Linked DNA regions of Ovis aries: region 2 is linked to region 1. The links are chromatin contacts, called in public Hi-C maps. All regions are on one chromosome and are shown on one strand. Each heading gives the region's core, a stretch centred on a gene start, on an enhancer-like site or on the middle of the called end of the contact. The rest is flanking DNA. Distances are from core to core; before and after follow the strand shown. Region 1 overlaps LOC114116376 (a long non-coding RNA gene). Region 2 has its middle 44 kb from the start of MAL2.

What was found. A called contact is a pair of places that touch in the nucleus more often than the background predicts.
Region 2: a Hi-C map of tail adipose tissue shows a contact between it and region 1, with 4 times the contacts expected there. The contact joins two enhancer-like sites. A contact is called at or near these places in 2 of 16 Hi-C or Micro-C datasets (blood and tail adipose tissue).

Annotation. Positions count from the first base shown.
Region 1 is chr9:57,566,950-57,574,067 of ARS-UI_Ramb_v3.0, reverse strand. LOC114116376 (a long non-coding RNA gene) reads left to right here. Exons shown (of 3, transcript XR_009594974.1): 1 at 1-2,061; 2 at 2,546-2,682. Among named protein-coding and RNA genes, the nearest start is that of FABP5, 5.3 kb to the left of the region's middle. Within about 2 kb of position 5,052, at least 3 of the 54 cell types and tissues checked have an H3K27ac peak or open chromatin away from gene starts, as enhancers often do. A contact at or near this core is called in tail adipose tissue, where this site is marked.
Region 2 is chr9:58,040,950-58,048,469 of ARS-UI_Ramb_v3.0, reverse strand. No RefSeq gene overlaps it. Among named protein-coding and RNA genes, the nearest start is that of MAL2, 44 kb to the left of the region's middle. Within about 2 kb of position 5,144, at least 2 of the 54 cell types and tissues checked have an H3K27ac peak or open chromatin away from gene starts, as enhancers often do. A contact at or near this core is called in tail adipose tissue, where this site is marked.

The sequences.
Region 1 (7,118 bases), core at 3,803-6,302:
CCTTGATACTAATACTAATGCCTTGATACGACACCTAAAATACTTAAGTACAAGAAATCATTTTTATACCAGAAGCATTATCCAAAATTTAACTTTTAAGCACACTCTTTGATGTGATGAGCATGTGGATGAAAAAATGTGGCCTGCCAAGTCAGTAAACAAAGGATGTTGTGGGCCTCAGCCGAAGCACTGCCCTGACTCTGCACCCTGAGGGGATTCAGGGTTGGAGAAAAACAGGATCCCGGCCCTAGATAGGTAAGGTGCACATCAAAGGAGTGATCTCAGTGAGCCCAGATTCTTGCAACTTTCCTGGTGGCTCAGTGCTAAAGAATCCGCATGCCAATGAAGGAGTTGTGGGTGCAGTCCTTAGGGCAGGAAGAGCCCCTGGAGTAGAAAGTGGCAACCCACTCCAGTATTCTTGCGTGGGAAATCCCATGGACAGAGGAGCCCGGCAGGCTACAGTCCATGGGGTAACAAAGAGTCAGACTGAGAAACTGCACAAGTATGATCAGATTCTTGCCTCTTCCCATACATAAGAAAGCAAAGCACTGAAATCTTTAAGTGGGGAGACCTGGTTTTCTTTAACACTAGTCTTTTGATGTTCTGACTATCTGGTTTTTGGGTTGGTTTGTTTGTTTATTTTTTGCAAAAACTCCTATATATCCTGGCTCTTCCCTTACCTCTTTGCAACGGTTCCTCAGAGCTATCTGAGAGGTCATCCTCCAGGCTTAAGTCCTCCGGAATTCCCCCGATGAAACATACTTCTCACCTTTGCCTGTAGTCTACGCGATCTCAAAGAGTCGGACATGACTGAGCCACTGAGCGCACACACGTTCAGCTTTTAGCTTGTGCATTTTTTTCGGTCAACAAATGGAAATAATACTTTTGTGGTTAAAACACATCGACAAAACAAAGATACAGGTCAAAATACCTGTTAGTGTCTCCCATAAGACAGAGCCGAAGGGTATAGTGATGGCTCTGCTACTCTGAGCAATGCACTTAATCCCTTGTTTTCTGATGCCTCTTAACTGTATTACAGACATGGAGAGAGACTGAAGTCAGGTTATTTCTAAGGTCCCTCAACCCCTAAATTCAGGTTCCCTTCCTTTCTTAAACTGGTAATGAATTGTGTGCCTTGTGCTCAGATGCTTCAGTCATGTCTGACTTTGCAACCCCATGGACCATAGCCCTTCAGGCTCTTCTGTCTATGGGATTTTCCCAGCAAGAATATTGGTCTGGGTTGCCATTTCCTCCTCCAGGGCATCTTCCCAACCCAGGGATCAAACCTGGATCTCCTGCATTGCAGATGAACTCTTTACTGCTGAGTCACCGAGGAAGCCCAGTAATGGATTACAAACTCTAAAAAACATTAAGTATTTCCTTAACCTTCAAACTAAAGTCCTGTTCTAGGCTACTTAACTTGAACCCAATATAAATGTAAAAACAAAAAATGCTGTGATAACAAATCTGAGTAAAGTCTAGTATGACTTTATGGAATTGTGGACAAAGACCTGTCATTTCAGAAAACAAAGGATGTTGCTATAGCCAGCAACGGGATACAGCAGTGGTCCTGATGTGCGCCCTGAAGGGATTCAGGATGGAGGAAAAACAGCATCGGCCCTAGGTAGTTAAGATGCATATCAAAAAATAATTTCAATGAGCCCAGACTCTTGCATCTTCCCATACAAAGAAAAGCACTAAAATCATCGTGAGATGTCCATTTTTAGTGTTTAGCAGTTATCTTTTGATATTTGACTACATAGGGTTTTTTTTGTTGTTGTTTATTTGTTTTGTTGTTGTTTTCCGCAAAAGCTGTATATCCTGGCTTCTCCCTTATCTCTTCAGAGCAGTCCCTCAGAGCTGAGAGGCTGTATCCCTGGCGTAAGTTCTTAAAAAGTTCACCAAATAAAATATAATTCTCAACCTTTAGTTTGTGCATTTTTTTTTCCCCAGTCTACAGAATGGTTGAGCATCTCTTCATTGGACAAAGGGAAGAGCATTGTCACTTGGTTGAGACTAACCGACTCGATGGACATGAGCTTGAGTGAACTCCAAGAATTGGTGATGGACGGGGAGGCCTGGTGTGCTGTGATTCATGGGGTCACAAAGAGTTGGACACAACTGAGCGACTGAACTGAACTGAAATGAACTGAGATTAGGATACAGGGCTTCCCAGGTGGCGCTAGTGGTAAAGAACCCACCTGCCAATGCAGGAGACATAAGAGACATGGATTCAGTCCCTGGGTCAGGAAGATCTCCTGGAAGAGGGCATGACAACCCATTCCAGTATGCTTACCTGGAGAATCCCGTAAACAGAGTTTCCTGGTGGGCTCCAGACCGTAGTGTCACACAGAGTACAACATGACTGAAACAACTTGGCACACACAGGGAAAAAGTGCCAATAACTTTGTTGCAGCCTATCTTTAAAGCAGAAGGAGCCGTGCTGGTCATTAGTTTTAGCGGCAGCACAGAGACAATCAATACAGGTGTCACATCATGTGTTCCATCATGCTAGAGGATAATAAAACAATATTTATTCTTGTAGGTGAAAATGGCTGAAGAATCCTGAATTACTCTAGCATCTCTTCACCCAGTGGCTCTACAAGACAACCAGTTATAAGACAGATGAAGTTTTCTTTAATATCTTTGAACCTCAGTTCTCTCATCTATGGAATTAAGGAGGTAAGGATTAGACTAATTGATTTCTTAGATCTCTTTCAGTTTATGAAGTACTGTTGCAGTAGTTGATAGCCCTGAAGAAAATACTCAAAATTACTCTATTTCCACCTAGTGGCAAAATGAAGTATTTCTGGCAGCTTTTCTTTGGCAAGTGTTAGTAGCTTGTCAACTTCCACAATCACACAATACCTTTTTTTTTTTTTTTTAGTTTTTTATTTTTTAAATTTTAAAATCTTCAATTCTTACATGCATTCCGTATATCATATAGTTTTGCTTAAAGACAAGTTTCCAGTTTCAGTTTGTATAGATGAATGGGCCTCCCACACAGTTAGTTATAATGTGTAATCATTTCCTAAGACAACAAGCATTGGTGACCTAGAAGCTCACAGCTGGTTGAAAAAGAGAACACCGCATTAAATGAATCACTACAGATAACAGAAAGCAATCCATGTTCAAACTATTGAGTCTTCTCTAAGTGTATTCCCAGATTAATCCAAAAAGGACGAGAAAAAGCCAAATGATCTCTATCAAGTGTTACTTTTCAAATTTTACTGTGCAGATCACTCAGGGATCTGCTTACTGTACAGATTCTGATTTAGCAGTTTCAGAATAGGACATAAGACCATGCATTTCTGACGAACACCTAGGTGATGCCAATACTGGAGTCTAGGGACCTTGCTTTGAGTAGAAAGGCTGTAAAATGAGTACAAATTTGCCTAAGGCTTGTCACCTGGCTGACTTTCACTTCAGTACATGTGTATTTTCTGACCGTATCCCCATAAAAATATAGAGAAAAAATGGGAAATCAAACAAACTCACTCCCAAAATTCTCTCACTCAACATTTTGACTTTTTTCTCATTTTGTTGTTGTTCAGTCGCCAAGTCAAGTCCAGCTCTTTGCAACCCATGGACTGCAACATGCCATGCTTCCCTGTCCTATATTGTCTCCCAGAGTTTTCTCAGACTCATGTCCATTGAGTTGATGATGCCATCCAATCATCTTATCCTCTGTTGTCCCCTTCTCCTCTTGCCTTCAATCTTTCCCAGCATCAGGATCTTTTCAAATGAGTCAGTTCTTCACATCAGGTGGCCAAAGTATTGGAGTCACAACTTCATCATCAATCCTTCCAGTGAATGTTCAGGGCTGATTTGCTTTAGGATTGACTGGTTTGATCTCCTCGCATTCCAAGGGACGCTCAAGAGTCTTCTCCACTGGCCATAGCCGCGGGCTTAATTGCTCAGTCGTGTCTGACTCTTTGCAACCCCATGGACTGCAGCCTGCCAGGCTCCTCTGTCCATGGGGATTCTCCAGGCAAGAATACTGAAGTGGGTTGCCATGGCCTCCTCCAGGGGATCTTCCCAATCCTGGGACTGAACCCAAGTCTCCCACTTTGCAGGCTAATTCTTTACCATCTGAGCCACCACAGCACCACGATGTAAAAGCATCAATTCTTTGGCATTCAGCCTTCTTTATGGTCCAACTCTCACATCCATACATGACTACTGGAAAAACCATAGCTTCAACTATATGGACTTTTATCAGCAAAGTGATGTCTCTGCTTTTTAATAGAGTGCTGTCTAGGTTCATCATAGCTTTTCTTCCAAGGAGCAAGCATCTTTTAATTTCATGACTGCAGTCACTGTCCACAGTGATTTTAGAACCCCAAAAAGTAAAATGTGCCACTATTTCCACTTTTTCCCCTTCTATTTGCCATTAAGTGATGGGACCAGATGCCAAGCTATGTTTCTCTCTGTTCACTGGAAAGCATGATAGGAAGCTTCACATGGGGTAAGGAACATGGATAATAGTTTTAATCTCTTTGTTGAAAAGCTTATAGCCAGTTTTCTGACCCTGACCCTTTATGGCTTGTCTTGCTCTAGACATGCTTTGAATACTCAGCTTAAAACCAAATATTCCGTAAGAAATCCCATTTGAAATCAGTTCCAAAAGTATATGCTAATAAGTAGATAGAGCATGGAGCTGCATCTTGACTGAGGGCTACAGCAGCAGAATTTTCCAGATAAGAATAAAGTCAGGAAGCCACAATACTTAAGGCACACTTTGACTGTTAAGTTCTAAATCCTTCAGTGGATCCAGCAGCAACAAGGAACTGGCAATAACTACCATCCTTCAATGGAAGATTGTTCTGTTTTAGATAATAAGATTATTTCTTATTAAAGTACTTCTAAGAATGGAGTGATTTTATGAACTTCGTCCTTTTGCTTAAAGCAATTTGATTCTTACACAATGTGACTGCTGTAACCATTAAAACTTTCCAGTTGCTAAATAATTCATGGTAACTCTGTGCTTGCAACGAGATATTGCAAGTGTCACAATAATAAAAGGTTGTCAGCTTCAAAACAAGGCAGAGGTCATAGTGACTCATCTCAGTGTGAGAGAAATCCATTTCCATTACTTACACAGGTCTTCCTGCTCTCCAGAATTATGTGTTATTGGGCATTGATTTCATTATTAGCTCACAGCAACAGACTGTAGAAATATGTAGTTTGGCTAACCCTCTCATGCCTCATGCAGGCAGCACTCGAGGTGTCTGAAAGCACAGCACCTAAAGGGACGTCTTGAAGTGGACAACAGAATGCTTGCAGAGCTCCCCAGTAAACACCAAATTATCAGAAAAACACTAACTTCACCAGGCAATACAGCCTGAAGACAACTATCCTGGCAACACTACCTCTAAGCATATTGCTACTCCTAACATGCACTATATTATGTACAAAGACTGGGTCTGGCAGGCCACATACAGACAATTTATAAAAGACAGTTTTGCCCTCTTAAACTTGCAAAGAACAAAAACTCCAAATAATATTTTTCCGCTGTGCTATGTGCTGTGCTTAGTTGCTCAGTCGTGTCTGACTCTTTGTGACCCCGTGGACTGGCCTGCCAGACTCCTCTGTCCATGGGGATTCTCCAGACAAGAGTGCTAGAGTGGGTTGCCATGCCCTCCTCCAGGGGATCTTCCCGACCCAGGGATCAAACCCAGATCTCCTGCATTGCAGGTGGATTCTTAACCATCTGAGTCACCAAGGAAGCTCCAGAATACTGGAGTGGGTAGCCTATCTCTTCTCCAGGAGATCTTCCCAATCCAGGAATCAAACCAGGGTCTCCTGCATTGTAGGTGGATTCTTTACCAGCTGAACTACCAGGGAAGTGGCCAAATTGTTTTCTGGCAGATTATACTATCCCGTTTTTCAGTCCCACCTTCCAAATGCTATTCTATGATTGAGTATTTTTCTCTCCAGATTTTAACACCATTTGATCATTTCTCTTTATTGACACTTTTTACTAGAATTAATGGTTTTTTAAATCCAACATACAAAATAACTTGCCCTGAGCTTTTTACCCTGATGGGTCAGGCCCATTGCTTTCCTTTCGCCTGAATTAGCTTGTAAGAACCATCAGAATTTAATAACCTACCTAAATCCAACTGAAGGCGCTTCCTGGATTCTCTCTGGTCCTCTGAACTTGGTGGTGGGAGACCTACTCCATCGTCCCTTAGAGGCATGCGCAGCACTGCACAAACAGCATCGCGGGCTTCGGCGCCCCACCTTAAGGAGCCAAGAGGCAGGATAAGTGCTTCCCTTCACCTACCCGTGAACAGCGTGGACACTTTTCGTTCACCTGCCCACCTCAGCACTGACTAAAGATATAAATTCAGCAGCATGTAGTGACATGTTTGTTTTATCCCTCCAAGTGTTATCCCCATGTCATCTGGCCTCTTTTGCTCCTGAACTCCTCCTTTTACACCAATGAATGACTCTGTTAATAATAAGAAGCCAATTTGCATTTCCAATGAACCACATCCTGTTTTCTGGGTTGGCTAGATGCTGTGATTTCCTACAGGAACTGGGAACTGAGTGGATGTTACCCATTGAGGTCAACCATGATCTTGGTTTGGGTCTATGTTAGAAGGTGGATAAAGAATATTTGTGCCACAAATCTCAGCTCTTATCATCTTATAGATTCAAAATCCTTTGTTAATCCCTCAATACCAAGTTGAGTTTCCTAATGCCTCTTCTGCCCTGGTAGATTAGCAGAACTAAACACTGTTTTTGACATAATGCAAGCTGTATTGCCTATATGTCCCAGTTAGCCTTAGGACAAGTCTGAGTGATGGCTGTTGTCCTGGTGTAATTATAAACAATACTGTCACTCAAAGTAACTCAAATTAAATATTGGATGAAGAGTAATAAAATTGGATGAAGAGTAATAAAATGTAATTATCACCTTCCAGGCAGCTCTAAAGACTAAATTTCAAGTATGACATTACCGTGGGACACTAATAATCATCTAATGTAAAACCTGAAGATTTTTTACAGCAGAGGAGAAAGGCTGTGAGGCATAGTCACATGACCTACTCATATGACCTTACACAATATGTCATGTGTGCACTGCTCTGCTTACCCACAAATGAAAGACA
Region 2 (7,520 bases), core at 3,895-6,394, 470 kb before region 1:
CAAATTTTCATATCTTTTATTTATTGATATAGTTGGTATATAGAAAAAACAAGTAGCAACATTAGATTTTTGAGTTAAGTACCTTCTTTGTTATAACCCACTGCGCCTTTGTTCTATAGAGATGTAACTTTAGTGCTTTAAGGAGATGCAGATTAAAGAAAAACACTTCAGGGGAAACGAGATTAACATTCATTAAGAAAGAGGGCCAAAAAGTGTTAGCAAGCCTCTTGGCCAGAAGATAACGTAAATCACTTGAGACCTTTTGTATACAAAAAGATATACAGAAAGGGTCAGGACTGCTGTCCCTGTGTGACTCTGTATCTTCCATTATGTAAAATTTAGGGTAAATAAACACCTTTTGAACAATAAAGTTGGAGGGGTCTTTGCACAAGCCTGGCCTCCCCCGTGTAGATTCTTTCTCTTGCTCCCTCCCTCTCCTTTTCAGGCTGATCCCTTGGAACATGGAGGCTCACCAAGCCTACTTACTTGCCGGGGCTTCTGAGACCCCCGCGAGAGGGAGCCCAAGGCAGGGCACCCTCTGCTATTCAAGTGGGCGCCTGGGCCCAACGTAGACGGTGCAAGTTCCTTGTCTGGAACTTTATTGGTTTTCCACATAAACCAAGTTAATCAGCCTCTTTTCTCCACTTAATTTTCCTGCTACACTATTTCTTCCTAATCTAATCTTATATTAATAAATAAATGTTTTTTCCCTCACCAACGCCATCCCTGCTTCGAATTCCCTGGATCCACCAGGGCTGGACCCCAGCAGAATCTAGCCTCTGTACCCCAACACTGAGCTAAATCTCAGAGACAGAGTTTTGCATGAAGTAGAAAGGAATAGCTTTATTGTTTTGCCAGGCAAAGAGGGTCACAGTGGGCTAATGCCCTCAAAAACTGTGTGTCCCTGGAGAAGGCAGTGAGAAATGATATAGTAATGGTTCAAAGAGGGCATGATCAGCTCAGGGACAGTCTCCTGACTGGTTGGTAATGAGGTAAGTGGGAGTCAGCATCATCAACCTCCTAGTAGCCTGGGAGCTAGGATCTACCCGCTAGTAGGCAGCATATCCTTAGCTTCTCCTACCTGGTGGAAAGGAAAAGGAAAGTGAGGTTGCTCAGTCATGTCTGACTCTTTGCAACCCCATGGACTGTAACCTACCAGGCTTCCCATCCATGGGATTTTCCAGGCAAGAGTACCGGAGTGGGTTGTCATTACCTGGTGGAGGATTCAGTATCTGTAAAACAGCTCAAAGATATTGTTCTGTATATTGCTTGAGGGGGAACCAGGACCCTGCCCCAAGGCTGCCCTATTGTTCCTTGACTGTCCCTACCTTGTCTCTGCATCCCCTCCCTTCCCTAATTAACAGCTGTTTGAACCTGCCCATTGGAACTCCGGGAAGGTCATGAAAGCTGAATGAAGCCTATTTCCTGTCATCAAGAAATGGGGGACACAGAAAGGCTTTTGTGCCCAGGAGCCCCACAGAGTATTGCTCAGTATCAGACTCACTGGTGTAAAGGCTCAGAAAAAGAGATGGTGTGTTTAGGAAGCAAAGGTTCCGTGTAGAGCCAGCTTGGAATGTGTAATAGTGACAGCTTGGAATGTGTCATGGTGACAGATTCAGGGATGATGCTGGAGTTGTTAGTATTCGTTGTTCAGTCCCTAAATCATGTCTGACTCTCTGTGACCCATGGAATGCAGCATGCCTGGCTTCCCTGTCCATACCATCTCCTAGAGCTTGCTCAAACTCATGTCCATTGAATTGGTGATGCCATTCAACCATTTCATCCTCTTCCGTCCCCTTCTCTTCCTGCCTTCAACCTTTCCCAGCATCAAGGTCTTTTCTAATTAGGTGGTGGAGCATCAGGTGGCCGAAGTATTGGAGCTTCAGTTTCAGCATTCATCCTTCCAATGAATATTCAGGGTTGCTTTCCTTTAGGACTGACTACTTTGATCTCCTTGCTGTCCAAGGGACTCTCAAGAGTCTTCTCCAACACCACATTTCGAAAGCATCAATTATTCAGAGCTCAGCCTTCTTGATCGTCCAACTCTCAAATCCGTACATGACTACTGAAACCAAAGCTCTGACTGAATGGACCTGTGTCAGTAAAGTGATGTCTCTGCTTTCTAATGTGCTATCTAGATTTAGTCTCCCATTATTGAGGTTCCTCTGTGTCACGCTAAGGAGTTTGGGCTTTGTCCCAAGAGGCTTACGTCCACTTGAAAAATTGCACCTGCCCAGCTAACTTCTCATAATTTCTCTTTATTCACCCCTATAATTTTTTTCTGTCTCAAGCAAGCACTGAAGTTTCCCCAGTTGCCCTGAGTGATCTTGTCCCAAAGTCTTGGCTGTACCACTGTAGTCTGAGGATTTTAGTGCTTTCTTTCAGGAACATACAGCAGTGCATCCCCTGCAATCAAAGACATGGGTCCTATTTTTAAAATCCACCTCCTTTTCTCTTTCTACCAACTCACTCTCATAACCCTCTGATCAGCTGCCGGCTTCTGGTGGCCTGGTATTTTAACATGGCAACCTCACCTAGTCCACAAAGATTTTGTATATTGTTTCTGAAATGAAGAATGACCAGGAATCCCTCTCCCTTTTCAATTTTTGCTAACAGATTCAAGAGTCAAGGTGCACATCTGACAGGTGGTATAATCAGGTACCAAGTCTTCTTTAATTTAAACTACTGGAATGATGTTAAAATGAAAGGGAAGCAAATATGGGTTGACTTCCTGTCCATAGGCAGTGAGCAAAGCCCTTGAGGTATACTTATCATTGCCTAGACATTTTGAATGTGCATTTTTCCTTTTTTTAAATTTTCTGAATGTTAGATATGTTACTCTCAGGGAGTAAATGTCTTTTAACTTCATGGCTGCAGTGATTTTGGAGCCCCCCCCAAAATAAAGTCTGACACTGTTTCCACTGTTTCCCATCTATTTCCCATGAAGTGATGGGACTGGATGCCATGGTCCTAGTTTTCTGAATGTTGAGCTTTAAGCCAACTTTTCACTCTTGTCTTCCACTTTCATCAAGGGGCTCTTTAGTTCTTCTTCTCTTTCTTCCATAAGGGTGGTGTCATGTGCATATATGAGGTTATTGATATTTCTCCCGGCAATCTTGTTTCCAGCTTGTGCTTCATCTAGCCCAGCATTTCTCATGATGTACTCTGCATATAAGTTAAATAAGCAGGGTGACAATATACAGCCTTGACGTACTCCTTTTCCTATTTGGAACCAGTCTGTTGTTCCATGTCCAGTTCTAACTGTTGCTTCCTGACCTGCATACAGATTTCTCAAGAGGCAGGTCGGGTGGTCTGGTATTCCCATCTCATGAAGAATTTTCCAGTTTGTTGTGATCCACACAGTCAAAGGCTTTGGCATAGTCAATAAAGCAGAAATAGATGATTTTCTGGAACTCTCTTGCTTTTTTGATGATCCAATGGATGCTGGAAACTCTGGTTCCTATGCCTTTTCCAAAACCACTCCTAACTACAAGCTTACTCCTTGGAAGAAAAGTTATGACCAACCAGACAGCATGTTAAAAAGCAGGGACATTACCTTGCCAACAAAGGTCCCTCTAGTCAAAGCTATGGCTTTTCCCAGTAGTCATGTATGGATGTGAGAGTTGGACTGAAAAGAAAGCTGAGTGCTGAAGAATTGATTCTTTTGAACTGTGGTGTTGGGGAAGACTCTTGAGAGTCCCTTGGACAGCAAGGAGATCCAACCAGTCCATCCTAAAGGAAATCAGTCCTGAATACTCATTGGAAGGAATTTGTTGAAGCTGAAACTCCAATACTTTGGCCACCTTATGTGAAGAACTGACTCCTTAGAAAAGACCCTGATGCTGGGAAAGATCAGCATCATTGAAGGCGGGAGGAGAAGGGGACAACAGAGAATGAGATGGTTGGATGGCATCACTGATTCAATGGACATGAGTTTGAGTAAACTCCAGGATGGACAGGGAGGCCTGGCGTGCTCCGTGGAGTCGAAATGGGTCGGACCGCTAACATTTATTGAACATTTACTAGATGCTAGTCACTGATCCAGGCTTCCCAGGTGGTGCAGTGGTAAAGAATCTGCCTGCCAAAACAGGAGACACAAGAGACGCAGGTTCAATCCCTGGGTCAGGAAGATCCCCTGGAGTAGAAAATGCTCCTGTTCCAATATTCTTGCCTGGCAAATTCCATAGACAGAGGAGCCTGGCAAGCTATAGTCCATGGGGTCACAAAAGAGTCAGATACGACTTAGCAAATGAGCACCCACAGTCACTGATCCAAGAACATCAGATGTATCACACCCTCCCCAAACCCCTAGACATACCTTTATGATCACCATTTTCCAGATGTCAAAACTAAGGTCGTTGGAACGTGAGGATTTGTTTCACGTCGTGTGACATTTCCAACCTAAGTGATATGGCCCAAGAAGGCAGGAAGTACGGAAACCTAACACATTTCACAATTCTGAACCAAGTGCAAAGAGTTGGGTAAATTTATACTTTTAGGTTTTATCATGGCCGTGTACTTGGTTGGTGAACACTGGAGAAATGCTAGAGTGTTTTACAACAAGACACAGACATTTCCCACAGATTTCCAGCTACCTCTGTTTTTGCACTCCAGCCTGCTATCAGTCTTTTCATCTGCCATCAGGGTTCAACAAAGGGCACCAAGCTATGAAGTGTATGAAAACAAGTGCAACATGGGTTGCATGCCTCCACTACATCCTGTCCTACAGTTTAGTGCACCTGAGGCAAATCTCTCTGGAATTCAGATGAGCTCTGGTCACTCACAGTTGATAGCTGTGGGACAACCCTACTGATCAAATGACCCTAAAGCAAGAATTTTGTTGGGGTGTTTTTTCATGAAATATGTTTAGTTTGGGTTTGTACTCACACTGCAAAGTCACAAGTGAGAATCCTTTTTCTGTCCCGTTCTTTTTCTCTCTTGACCACTTGGTAATTTCCATTTCGATTAAATTCAGATTAATCGAAGAGCATTCAATGCTGAAACCCACATTCACTTTTCTTTTAGCTGTTCTTCCATCCAACCAGGAGAGGGCAGTATGAGCACAGTTTAGAGGCTTGATAGGTAGCTGCTCAAGAGTAGGAAACTTCAGAAAGATTTTCCATTTTAACATGATCTGCTCTTGAGTCCCTTGCCTCAGGGTTATGTGTAAACCCACAGTTTAAGGCTGTATGTAACATTCTGTCCTAAGTAAGGGCTGAGAGTTTGGCTTCTTTTAAGTCACTAAGCCAAAACTTAATCATTAAAAACACAGATAGCAATAAATGTAATCATAATGCTTGTTTCCACTTGGTGGGGTGAAGGGGTGAGAGTGTTAAGTGCTCAGTCATGTCCGACTCCTTGTGACTCCATGGATTGTAGCCTGCCAAGCTCCTCTGTCCATGGAATTTCCCAGGCTAGAATACTGGAGTGGGTTGCCATGCCCTCCTCCATGGAATCTTCCCGACCCAGGGATTGAACTGGGGTCTCCTGAATTGTAGGCTGTTTCTTTACTGTCTGAGCCACCAGGAGGAGTGAGGGGAGACATGAAAAACATCAGCACTTTCATGTCCTTGAGACATTCATTACATTACAATTAAAAGTCATTTTTTCAAACACCTTTCAGTATCTTTTGCTATTAATCAAAATACAATTTGGGAACATAGTCCCGGGTTTCCCCGTTTGCAAAACTTGGTGGCTCCTTCTACTAAAGATGGGCAATGCTGTCAGCCTTCACTTACAGCCTTATGGTGATTGAATTATTAACAGCAACACACTTAAGGCCATCATGCTTGTCATATAATAATCAAAGTAAAAAGAAAAGAAATGCTATATCTTGTAGTCACCTCTCTTTCCGTCTTTGCCCTCTGTGATTGAAGTCGCAGTTATTTTCACAACCAGCTTGGTGGGGTGGTTCCATGAAAGAAATACAGAGTTGAGAGCCAGGTAGAACTTGTTTTATATTTTGACTCTACTGGGAGATTGAAGGCTAGTCTGGTAATGGAAAAGACCCTGATGCTAGAAAGACCGAGGGCAGGAGGAGAAAGGGGTTTCAGAGAATGAGAGATGGTTGGATGGTATCACTGACTCAATGGACACAAGTGTGAGCACGCTCCAGGAGATGGTGAAGGACAGGGAAGCCTGGTGTGCTGCAGTCCATGGGGTCATAGAGAGTTGGACACGACTTGGCGACTGAACAACAACAACAAGAATTGGAGCAGGAGCTGCTGCTGCTGCTGTTTTTGTTGCTGTTATGAACTGACCCATGACATTCCTCCAGGGGATAATGGAGTCTTTGTGTTATTCTGGTAACACAGGTATTAGCCCAAATAAATCATTTTCTTTTTAATCAAACAACTCAGTTTTCAATATTAAGGAGGAAAATTCAAATCTTCTTTTCATTCACTCCCCAATTCATATTTCTCAAATTTCCTATCCTCTATTAAGTCCTTTTCTTCCATATGCCTTCTTTCCCTTCAGGAAAGCCAACAGCAAAAGTCATAAGAAATAATAATAAGAAACCTTCTCAAAACTTACTTGCAGTTGACTCAGTGTTACTTACCTCTGAGAAAGGAACCAAATTTGGTCCTAAAGAAACAATGATTTCAGCAAATACCACAGAGTTAATGAAAATCTTTTCTTACATGCTTTGAATATTACACTATGTTTTACAGATACAAATTGCAGACAGAAATCAAACTATCAATTTAAACAAGACATTTTCACAAGTGTAATTTGTTATTCACAACAGTCTTCTAAGAAGACAGATATTATTCACATTCTACTGAGAAATAAACGGATGCTAATGGATTACACCATTAGCTCTAAATAGGTCCCAGTAGACAGATTTTCAGATTTCTAGTCCAGCACTCTTGCTTCAGTACAGCATTGTTTTTATAGTCTGATTTCAGGCAATTTAAATAAGGGAACATTTATAAACAGCCAACAAGCAGCCGACCCCTATTCTCAGCAAGTAAACCAGTGGCTGGTATGACGTCCCTGACAATCTTAATACTACACAGTGTACTCCAGCGATCCCACTCTTGTGCGTATTTCTGGAAAAGACAAAAACTTTAACTTGAAAAGATACATGCACCCCAATGTTCATTGCAGCACTAGTTACAATAACCAAGACATGGAAGTAATCTGTGTCCATCAGCAGATAAATGGATACAGAAGATATATATAATTTATAGATGTATGGTATATATATAATAATATACACATATATAGCTTTTAGTCAAACTATGGTTTTTCCAGTAGTCATGTATGGATGTGAGATTTGGACTATAAAGAAAGCTGAGCACCAAAGAATTGATGCTTTTGAACTGTGGTGTTGGAGAAGACTCTTGAGAGTCCCTTGGACTGCAAGGAGATCCAACCAGTCAGTCCTAAATGAAATCAATCCTTACTATTCATTGGAAGGAGTAATGCTGATGCTGAAGCTCCAGTACTTTGGCCACCTGACATAAAGAACTGACTCATTGGAAAAGACCCTGATGCTGGGAAAGATCGAAGGCAGG